Linked DNA regions of Mus musculus: regions 1 and 2 are each linked to region 3. Evidence: chromatin contacts called from public HiCAR-type and HiChIP or PLAC-seq data. All regions are on one chromosome and are shown on one strand. Each heading gives the region's core, a stretch centred on a gene start, on an enhancer-like site or on the middle of the called end of the contact. The rest is flanking DNA. Distances are from core to core; before and after follow the strand shown. Region 1 overlaps Pvt1 (Pvt1 oncogene). Region 2 overlaps Pvt1 (Pvt1 oncogene). Region 3 overlaps Gm30113 (a long non-coding RNA gene).

Region 1 (3,529 bases), core at 512-3,011, 840 kb after region 3:
TTTGAGAGCAGAGGCAAAAGGCAGCAGTGCCCATGAGGGCTGAACACAAATGCCAATGCGTCCATCAGTCAGATCTCTGACTGCCCACTCTGGGACAGTCTTCCAGCTTTCCACTCCCAGCTTCCACGGGCCAAGCAGAGCTGCTCATTAGAAATCCCATTTTGGGAGAGTGGGGGTGGGTGGGTATGGGGGACTTTTGGGATAGCACTGGAAATGTAAATGAAGAAAATACCAAATAAATAAATAAATAAATAAATAAATAAATAAAAGATATCCCGTTTTGTCTGTGCTCTCTCTTGTAGGGGAGAGGGGTGAGGAGCCTAACCCAACATACCTTCAGAATCACTGAAGTGCTTCACTGTGTGAGGTGGCTAGCTGTTGGAAACATGGGCTCCACTCTGCCCTTGGCCACCAAATGCTGACCAGTGGGATAGAAAGGAGGTCTGTTTGGGGACAGACCTCATCACCACACAGAGTCAGCGTGGCAGCAAACACAGTAGCTAGCTGCCATTGCGTGCGTCCCACACAAATCAGATCCAGGAAACGGAGGTCTGGAACCACAAACTAAATGCACAGCAAGGCTGACCCGCCTTTCTGTTTCTCTCTTTCTTTCCTTCTCACTTTTTTCTGCAGCAAAGCCAGCAACTGGGAACACTGCAGCACAGATTCCAGTGGCTCAAAAGGGCCTCTTGAGGTAGAAGACAGGAAGACAAACCTATCCTAGGGCCCTGGCAGAGCAGGCTTTATCCTTGGAAAAGTGTTCTCAAGAAGCTGCCAGCCTCCCCTATCATCATTAGAACAGCCTATCCCTTTTAAAATCATGGTACTTGCAACATTTGAGCTTCCCCTTTTATCCAAGTGTCTACCTCCTACTTATAACTACAAGCTTTTGAGACCTGGGTCCATTTTCCTGTCTGTCTATTCAGGACTAGGTAGGTGACTGAATAGATAGGTTAATATATTATAGGTAACTGTGTAGGTGAGAGGGATGTATGGGTATATAGACAGATGTGTGCATAGATAGATGAATGGATGGATAGATGAATGAGTATGTGAGTGGGTAAGTGGACTAATAGGTGAATGAAGTAATAGATAACTTAGTGGGTAGGTATGTGAATAGTAGAAAGGTTAATAGTACATGAATTGATGGAAGTGTGACGAAACAGTGGGATGGACAGAAGGATAAATGGATGAAGTAAGTGTTCAGATGGATGGGTCAACTGAAGGCTAGAGAAGTGGAGAGGTTGATGGATGGGTAGAGAGAGATGAATGGATCGATGGATGTACATGAGCAGAAAAGAGTGAAAAGATACAAAACCAAGTAGGATTGAAATTGAAGGTTGTCTAACACACTCACTACAGAATCATAGGGCTTTTGGTCTCACCCTCTCTGCTATCCAGGACTCCAAAACAAGGCTGCTTAGCTTATAGTTGCATAGTAAAGAAGCCATAGAAGCTACTTTGGACTGATAGGATAAATAAAAGCCTATTCCAGTCAGAACTAAAGAGATACTCAGGCTCAGCAGCTTGTACACAGAGGAGGTACTACCTATAGGTCTGCAAAGTGCTTTTAAGAACCTGGTGGAATCCAGAGGAAGGGATGAAATGAAGGAGGCCTTCTCTTTTTACAAGCAATGGCCCACAACTTCCCCACCAAGAATGCGAGGAATGTCAGTTCTTTGGACTGGATCACACACCTCACCAAGAGACTTGGAGATTTCACAGAAGTTTTTGGCTTTGGAATTTAGATCTGCTCTCTGCAGGGTGCGCGGAAGTGTTTAAACTTGGTTTGGCCAGGGAGCAGCTAAGAAGGACCACACCAGCCAGCCATCAGTCATGCCAGCATCCTGCTCATCCAGCATACTGAGCACCTGCTGGGATAGTCAGATACAACGGATTTAATCCCAACAAGCAAGCCAAGTGAGTGTTCTCATGCTCCCCTGTGTACGTTTGGGGGAAACCGAGGCACAAAGGGTCCTCCACAGCAGAGTAAAGAGAAGCAAGTCAGAAGAGAAAAGGCCCTTGGAGGTCCTAAAGCATGGGAGACTAGGGGTTCCCTACCCATATGACTTCAAGTGTTCAGTGTTTCCCATTTCCTCCATTGACAGAGGAAGGGGAAATGCACTTAGCAAAGAAGACGCTGCCCAGAAAGAAGCTATGGAGGATTCCTTATCTTGGTAGGAGCTTCCAGCCCCTTGCACTGAGAATACATCCATCCCATGATGGGCAGCCTGTACCCAGACAGTGGGGTCTTCCCCACCCTGAGACTTACAGTGGTCACACATGGTGCCCCATGTGACTCACCGCTTGGGGACCTATACCTTGGCCAGGTGCAGTAGGTTAGACAGGTACAGAAGAAGGTGCTGGCTAATTGTCACTGCCCTTGTGGAGTTCTTAGTTAACAAGTGTCAGGAAAACACTCAGGCCAAACCAGGTCCCACTCTAGGGTCACCTGGACAAGAACACTGACCAGTGAGGGACCATGAACTGGTTCGCATCTCAATCTAACCAGGACAAAAGAGACACAATACAAGTCATCTCATATTTAGAGATCAAGCCCATGCCACCATGTACAATAACCAGCAATAAACTTAACTCCCGAGTTCGAGGCCAACCTGGTCTACAGAGTGAGTTCTAGGACAGCCAGGGCTACACAGAGAAACCCTATCTCAAAAAACCAAAACAAACAAACAAAAGAAAAACTTAACTCCTAAGCTAGAGTTAAGGGTACTTCTGCCAAGTATTCTGGGCATGCCACAGATGATGGACCACCATCGCCACACACACACACCCCCACAACCATTGCTGTGTTCCCTTGGTAGAAGGCCACTGGTAGAATCTTGCTCTGCCATCTGGCCCTAGTTGCTGTGAACCTTGTGTGCATTACTCAGCCCCTCGGTTTGTGTAACAGAGGGGTGAAGGCGACAGCACCCATCCTGTCAGGCATGAGTTCACACATACAAAGCACTTGGCAGGTACCTGGGAAGTGCTTGGAAATTTACCTAGCTGTTATTACATGACTTGAAACAAAACAAACACTTCCTCACTGCACTGTTCACTGAACGATGGGCTCCAACCAAGCTGCAGCATAATGTCCCCTTGAAGAAGTAGACAGGCCCTAAGGCTCACCTCGTTTGGGCATTCAAAGCCAAGACTGTCTCTGAAAGACTGTTCTCCTGGGCCCCTGCCTCATCCACCAACCTCCCCACACATGAGCCTCACCCAGTCTTTATCCGCCACTAACCATGTCCCACCCATAACCTGCGGTGGGGTTCAGTTGAAACAGTTGATTGGGCATAAAGCTATTCTTTCTGTCCTTCTCTAGCCTAAGATAAGGGAAACTTGAGGCCAACAGAGCTAGGTGTTACTAACGGCACCATCCCCTAGCAAGGACAGGGAGTCTCAACTTTCCTCGATGGCACTCTGAGGAGACAGAAGCGAGACAGCACAGGAAGTGGGTGCCATCACCAGCTGCTGCATCTTTGAGGAGCTTCCATGTGCAGAATTCCCCAGCACAGTTCACAGTTCG
Region 2 (3,750 bases), core at 38-2,537, 870 kb after region 3:
CTAAAGGGAAATGGAAGAGGAGATGTGGAGGGGGGGCAGGGGCGGGTAGTAGTAGGGGGATGGGAAACGGTGGTCAGGACTTAACATATGAGAGAATACACCTTTTTTTTCCATTTTTTATTAGGTATTTAGCTCATTTACATTTCCAATGCTATACCAAAAGTCCCCCATACCCACCCACCCCCGAGAATACACTTTTAAGTGAAAAGGAAGAAACAAACCAAAAAGAATAAATAAATAAAGGGCATAGAATTAAAAAGATGCCTGTGTTCAGAGGAAGGAAGAAGATCTGGAACCATTAAAAATAAAATTCTCCTGTGGCACCTGTGTGTCTTCACACAGTGCTTATTTCTAAGTGTTGAGATTCAGACCCTGAGCAAGCAGCTGAAGTGCCTATTTAACATTCCAAAGTGGATCTGACCTCCGGTTCTCCCAGCATCCCTCAGTCCCTACCTGTTACGGAGCATGGCTGGCAAGCCCCACCCTCTATGCTGAACTTTCCAGCCCTCTATGCTGAACTTTCCACCCTCTATGCTGAACTTATCCAACCCCTGAATAATGTCTAACCTAACACCATCATACTGGGGTGCTCGGAATTAAATGAGCTGATATTTGCAAAAGGCTGGGATGGCAGCCTAGTTCGAAGAAATGCTCTCCTATCCTATGCTAGACAGAATAATTATGTATGTTATAATCAGAAAATGTAAAAGTCAGGAAAAAAAAAATAAAGATAACCAAAGACAGAAGGGATCAAAAACATCAACGTAAGGAGCCTTTAATGACGCTTTGTGACGGTTTAGAATGGTCTACCCAAACCTAGCCAAGTCTAACTATGTTATGGAGGTGGTAAAAGCAGTTAACCTAAACATCTGGGACACTCACAGAATGATAGGTAGGTAGGTAGATAGATAGATAGATAGATAGATAGATAGATAGATAGACAGACAGACAGACAGATGTTGAATAAAAAGTGACGTTTACAGTGATGTTAGCTCAAGGCAGGGCTTTTCAGGCCATTTCCCCTGGTCTCACCCTGTGCCCCTATTAATCATCTCCCATTCCAATAACATATGTGCATAAGAAATGAGATTCAACCACCTCAAGTACTGTTTTCAGTATATACTTTTCACCAGCAGCCACGCTGGAGTCAAAGAGGGCCTGGCCTGGAAGGAAAGGCAGGGAGGAAGTGCTAGCTCAGCAGAACTAGCCTCTCCTAGCAGAGCATCCTCAGAGCTGAGCAGAGGCTGCAACCGAGCTTCCCACTCATTGTTATTCCAACCAGGTGTCTGCAGGCAGGCAACCCCAGGATACTGCAGAGGAATGTGAGCTTCACACCAGATCGGAAGCAATGCCCCCTCCCAATTGCCCAGCACCCCTTCCTGGTGTAGGAGGAAATGAGGGGTGGGGGTGGGCTCCAAGCAGAGTTGCAGATGAGCCAGGCTTGCACATAAAAGATCTTTCGTGGCTGCTCTGTCTGGGCCTCTTCCTCCCCTCCTTACTTACTAAGCAAGGGTGCCCCTCCCCTTCTTCCTCCCCGACAACCTGACCTTGGCAGAGGCCAAATACAAGCCTAGGCAGCATCTGGCCATTCCTTGCATTCTGCAGAGCAGGCTGAGAGGCTTGAGAAGGGCAAGTGAGGCTGCTGAGCCTTTCCATGAGGTGAGCAATCCTGGCCCCTGTGTGTCGATAACAGGTGAGCTTGGTTTTACAAAGGTATTTAGTATCATCCCAGGAGGGGAATCCAATCCTCACACATACACAGTATTATGGAAATTGCCATAAAGGCTTTTTCTAATGAAGCCTAAGGCCTCTCATAAAGGTGAGTGAAGCCACCCCAGTGAGCAGCTTCAATAAGCCAGAGGCAGGCAAGATGCTCTGTTTGTATCCACATCTGGGTGCACCAGAGCGCACCCAGAAAGGCAATAGCACATGCGGCTCCCTCTCCCTTGGGCACATCAAATTAATGTTCCTCTTTCAGCCCACTATTGTCTCTATGACATGGAGTTTTCTCCTCCTTTCAACCTTATACTCATCTCTAAGCAATCAGGCTCCCACCGGACACGGAAAGAGAGGGCAGTTTGACTGGGACACAGATAAAGATAAGACACAGCAGGACCGGCTGTGCAATATATATAGCAAGACAGTAAAGACTGGGCACTTGATAGGCGGGAAGCACTAAAATCAATTCAGAAAGCACAAAGATCTCTGTTGGGGCTGCCCCACCCCCACCCTGCCCTGATATCACACTCTTGAAGTCAGTCAAGGAAGTGTAGTGATGAGGCAGCCACAGTCTCCACAAAGGAAGACGAAGCAACAGTTTGGACACACTTTCAGGAAGGAAAAGGAACGTTTTGGACCATGAGCCAGAGGTGCTCACCCATCGGAGCTAAAGCACTTCCAAGATGCTCAAAGGACTATCAAGCACACAGCCCAAGGATCCTAACAGCGAGGCATGACAGGAAGGGACTTACGTCTGCAGCAACACTAGGTGATGTCACCCAAGCCAGATGCTCAGGTAAGGGCTGGGCAGACTATCACAGAAGAGGTAATGTGCACACAACACAGGGCCTTTTCTCTTACCTATCCTCAACTCCAGGTTACTTAGCCATCCTGCTACGCTAGCACACTGATCTCATAGGCCTCAATGGTCACACTCAAACAAAGGACCACCTGGCATTGGCACACCCTAAGGACCCTTTCAGTTACTGCTTCATCACCCATTCCTTGTAGGCTAAAGCAAATGTGACCGCCAGATGCTTTGAATATTATATCTACACAAGCCTTTCAGCACAGTTTTGGAAACAGAAAAGTCCAAGATAAATGTCCCCAGCCATCCATTAAGAGCCACATAGTGACTGCTGTTCCGGAGGCTGCAGTGTAGGTTATTCAACATCCCTCATCTTCTAAGCCAGCAAACTGAGAAGGGTAGACTGACTCCATGAACCACTCTCTACCTTACTATCTGAGTACCCTCAAGGGGGCGATGCAACAACTTTGTCACCGAGATCACAGTGGTTGACAAGAAGGCCGCAGAACTGTTGGATACCAGGCAGGGACTCTACATCAGAAATAAGGTCCCCTCAGCCTATGCCCGCCTCTAAACTACACTGTAACCCCTACTGTTACAGGTATACATGTTGCCCCAAGAGAATGCTTGCTGGGCTTATACCTCAGGGCTTACTCCATACATTTGTGGCCTGATTATAAATATGACTGAAGAGTTGTATGTTCTAGTACAGTTTATACCCAGGGTGACTTATTACTCTGGGGAGGAGATATTCTATCAACTAATAGCTCCAAAGAATGGAGTAAAAAGGGTGGCCATTCCCACTGTGTTAATAGGTTCTCTCCTCAACACTGGGCTGTCCAGAGCTGCTAGTCTAGGGGTCTCAGTCTTAGTATTCCAAGATACCACTTATAAGGCCCTATAGATGGAGATAGAAAAGTCCATCACAGCCCTACAGGATTCCTTATCCTCCATGGCAGAAGTAGTCGTGCAGAACAAAAGAGGCCTAGACTTGTTCCTCCAACAGGGAGGACTCTATATAGCTTTAGGTGAAAAATGTTGTTTCTATGTTGACCATTCAAGGGTGGTCAAAACGTCTGTGGCCTTAGTCAGAAACAGACTACAAGACGGATCCCATTGGTTGATGTTAACTTGTACTTCCCTACATCATCAATGTTTTACTTAGGTTTGTTAAGGAACGGATTTACTCTCAAACCACAATACCAGCCTCTAGAAACATCTCA
Region 3 (3,859 bases), core at 217-2,716:
GATGATTCTTCTATCAGCTAATCTAGCTGGAAATACCCTTACAAATGAACTCAAAGAATGACTAACTGATGTCCTGTTCCTTCCTTAATCCAATAAAACTGACAACATTACCTAATAGAAATGGATATATGAGATCCACTGATGTCATTCCTTTAGCTTCAAAACTAATCACTAATTCAGTCAGACCTGCCTGGCTTACATTTTGAACATGCTGGGAAAATTGTTGCTATGAGCAGAGATTTGGAGTTGGTCTATACAGGCTCATGGGCAATTATCTACAGGTTGGGATGTTCTTCTGAAAAATTAAAATAATAAATTAGGCTTCCTTGACTGAATTGTAAGTGTTAAGGCCCAGAAAGCAGTGCCCCAAAGTGTGGTACTTTGTTTTACTGAGGATATCAAATTGGAGGATGTTGTATGGAGGCTCAGACCCTCCCTATCCTGTTTCTCTTGCTTCTCTTCCTCTCCTGAAGTGACAATCTAGAATATAATCTTAATCTTCCCCTGATGTTTTTTTTTTTTTTTTGTAGGTGCTTGCTGTCAAGAAAGTCCCCCAGGGAACTTATATAATAATAGGTTATAAGACCTTCATCCCAGAGGGGCTTTGCCACATACCTGGAGAGAGGAATGCGACAAAGACCAAAAGGAATCTCAACAGACTAGTCTCCCATCTCTACCAGTCTGTTGCTTTAAGTCAGAGCCTTCAATCCAGCTATACTTCTGCACAGCTGTCCATTCTCCATCAAACAAGCATAAAAACACACACTCCCCCCTGGTTTATTTGGGATTCATTTCTGAAGGCTTCTGTGTCCCATAACATTTTGATTAACTACATTAGCTATGCTTTTCTCTGACTTGCCTGGTTTTTGTTACAGAAGTGTCAGCCATGGCAATTATGGTGGACAAGCAATGGTAGTGGCCCTTCACGCCCTTGGATAAGCAGTAGGCACTGCTGATGTGCCAGGGAGTAGAGTCAGCATGGTGAGGAGAGGAGTTCTGAGAGAAGGGGTTCTGGGAGTAGCAAAAAGAATGACTTGAAGTCAAGTCATGGATCCCAGCTGATAACCTGTGTTCTGCTTGATACAGTTTTTCCAGTCTGTTTCTCTCTATGTTCTGCTTTCTCTCTGGAATTTCTCTGTCTATATTCTACATGCTTGCTACTATATGAAATCTCTCTACCCATGTCCTACTTGCCATTCTAAGAGACTTATGACCATGTCCTACTTGCTTGTGTGTGTGTGTGTCTGTCTGTCTGTCTGTCTGTCTCTGTTCTCCAAGCAGGTTTCTCTTTTTATCCTAAAAAATTCTCTGGATAACTCATCTCCTTCAAAGCACAGGTCTAATGTCTTTTATTTTACATATCAATCCAATTAAGAGACTGAAAGCATACCTTTTTTCCCTTGACAGCGCAAAAGAATTCAAAGAGCTGCCCTCCTTTGTTAAACACAATTGATAAACTAGTTGGGTGGGACCCTACCCTGAAATTACCATTTCTATTACACCCTGGCCTAACCTTGCTCTGTCCAAGGCTAACCTTGATCTAGGGCATCTGCCTTCTTTGTAACTTTTTGACAAGCTAGCTCACAGTATGCAGGCCTTTGTTCCTTTAGATTCATGAAGCCCCTCATAATTCATAATTGCATCCTTATATTGTGCATAGCAGAAACATTATACATTTTGACCTCATGTATTTAGAGCACTTTCCCATAGCCTCAAGGGCTGTTCTCAAGGTCCTTTTTTTTTTTTTTTTTTTTACCAGTTTGCTAAGACATTAGCCACACCCTTGACTCCTAGACTCCTGCTTTGTCAGATTATCATGGAATCATTAATCTTAACAGAGTGGACATTCCTGGGGGGGATGTGAAAATATGTACATTATTACACAAACAAGCCTTAGTTCCTCAGAAGCCATCTACACTCTTGGAGGCTCACACTGGGCCTCTGTTCCAGGGGCAGAAACCATGTCACTCTGTCCCCACCAGGGCCATGCGGAGATCAGCACTGATGCTTCTCAGAGACTTTGGGGATGTTAACAAGATAAAGTCTACAACAAGACAGCTTGAGTCTCAGTAAGCAAAAAATACTTCAAGGCCCCCGTTCCTTTTTGCCCAAGGAATTAGTTCTTGACTGGATCCTGAAAGATTAGGTCCTGAGTGTGACTGTGGGTTGTCTCTACCCCATGAAGCAGAATCTTCAGTTATGGGTCCCACACAAAAGGCAGACATACTCTAGTCTATGAGTTGGATTCTACCCACTGCCTGTTCATATCTAACCTGAATGAAGAATGTTTTTTGTATTTTTAAGTAACTGGGGAAAGGAGAATGATGTTTAACACCACATAAAAGTGATGTGGGATTCACCTTTACTGTTCAGAGACAGAGCATCATTGGAGCACAGCCACAGTCATTCATTTGCTTGCAGATTGTACACCTGTGCTTAAACAGCTTTAGTGGTAGAACGACAGAGGTAACTGATGGACCATGGCCTGTAGCCTTGAAAGTACATATTGTCTGCTTCCTTATAGAAGTATACTAGCCTCTTCCATACTTAGTGTTGAGGCTCAAAACAAAAACAAAAACAAAAAAGTACCCCCCAAATATGGCACTTTCTAGACCTCACACTGAGAGCATCTGGGAGTAGGAAACATTGCAAACATCTCCAAGGGCCCTGTCTCCATGAAGTCTGTACCTGCCAGACAGGAACATGATTCTCTTCATCCTCTGACTCATGATAGATTCAAAATAGTCTCAACTTCCATCACAGAGGGAGAAACTGAAAATAGAACATAGCACCTATAGTTCTCACGAACTTTGTCACAAGTCTATATCTCAAGCTATTCATTTCTCCTAACAGATTATTTATAATCACTCTAAAGTGTGTGATGACCACCCCTGCCCAGTTCTTTCCCTTTGCATGGGTTATTTAAGCCTTAACCATGTGCCTATTGTTCAATGTCTACCGTTGCAAGGCTCCCATGAATATGTGCTGGTTAACTAAAGCATATATTTCTTCTCTTATTAAGCTGTACCTTGTCACTCTAGTTCAGTAGATTTGGGTATTATAACTCCAGGGCAAGAATCTGAACTCATCTGTATTTTCTTACCCCTTCCCTACTTTGCAGTGGCTCAAAGTGTCCACTATGCTGCCCCTATGTTAGGCACAGAAACCTGCTGTTCCATCTGTAATGTCCCACACATTCTCATGTGTACAAGGCTATGGCTCCACCTTATAGCATTAATGTTGTGGGGTAGGAACTTTAAGAGATAGGGCCTAAGTGTAGAGGGGTCCTTATAGGTTGGAGCTATTCTACCCCAGGTCATCTTCCTCACTCTTTCTTTCTTGGCCATCGTGAAATGAGAACCTTTCTTCTCCAAGGTGCTTCTGTCATAATTGATTACTTCAGTAAAAACCCAAAAGCCATTGGGGCAAGCAAACATGGACAGAAAGTGGAAGACAAAATAAGTCCTTTCAGTTGATTTACTTGGGAACGTTGTCATAATGATAACATAATTAACTATCCCATTTTTTTTCCATCTCTGTTATCATTCCATGTACCATGCTTAATTTTTCACAACCCTGAAAAGCCTTATGCTTTCACTAGTCTCAACTGGAGTATTTAAATGGTGTCCATCCATATAGATGTAAACTGGCCAAGCATGTAACTTGTGAGATTCTCTATATTTATAAAAGGAACATTAGTCATTTAGTCCAGTAGACTTGTGTGACTCAGTAATACAAAGTGAAGGGCCATCAAGACCCAAGAGCCTAAGTTCCTCCATGACTTTATAACAGACATTTTAATAAGAAACTTTATATTATTGTTCTTTGATTTACTCATATGATGCAGCCAAGGAGCAGA

What was found. HiCAR-type assays count read pairs that join an accessible place to other places. HiChIP or PLAC-seq counts read pairs in DNA pulled down with a chosen protein or histone mark.
Region 1: an H3K27ac HiChIP or PLAC-seq map of embryonic stem cells shows a contact between it and region 3, with 3 times the contacts expected there. The contact joins two enhancer-like sites. A contact is called at or near these places in 1 of 15 datasets of contacts at CTCF or cohesin (the NIH/3T3 cell line), 1 of 484 Hi-C or Micro-C datasets (tail fibroblasts) and 3 of 115 datasets of contacts at active chromatin or transcription factors (all in embryonic stem cells).
Region 2: a contact with region 3 is called in a HiCAR-type map of embryonic stem cells, with 3 times the contacts expected there. The contact joins two enhancer-like sites. A contact is called at or near these places in 3 of 115 datasets of contacts at active chromatin or transcription factors (all in embryonic stem cells) and 1 of 9 other capture datasets (embryonic stem cells).

Annotation. Positions count from the first base shown.
Region 1 is chr15:62,122,158-62,125,686 of GRCm38.p6, reverse strand. All of the region lies in intron 1 of Pvt1 (Pvt1 oncogene), which reads right to left. Among named protein-coding and RNA genes, the nearest start is that of Pvt1, 86 kb to the right of the region's middle. Within about 2 kb of position 1,761, at least 21 of the 459 cell types and tissues checked have an H3K27ac peak or open chromatin away from gene starts, as enhancers often do. A contact at or near this core is called in embryonic stem cells, where this site is marked.
Region 2 is chr15:62,090,573-62,094,322 of GRCm38.p6, reverse strand. The region is part of intron 1 of Pvt1 (Pvt1 oncogene); the gene reads right to left. Among named protein-coding and RNA genes, the nearest start is that of Pvt1, 54 kb to the right of the region's middle. Within about 2 kb of position 1,287, at least 115 of the 459 cell types and tissues checked have an H3K27ac peak or open chromatin away from gene starts, as enhancers often do. A contact at or near this core is called in embryonic stem cells, where this site is marked.
Region 3 is chr15:62,956,713-62,960,571 of GRCm38.p6, reverse strand. It overlaps Gm30113 (a long non-coding RNA gene), which reads right to left. Exons shown (of 3, transcript XR_384131.2): 3 at 2,700-2,772. Among named protein-coding and RNA genes, the nearest start is that of Gm30113, 4.4 kb to the right of the region's middle. Within about 2 kb of position 1,466, at least 10 of the 459 cell types and tissues checked have an H3K27ac peak or open chromatin away from gene starts, as enhancers often do. A contact at or near this core is called in embryonic stem cells, where this site is marked.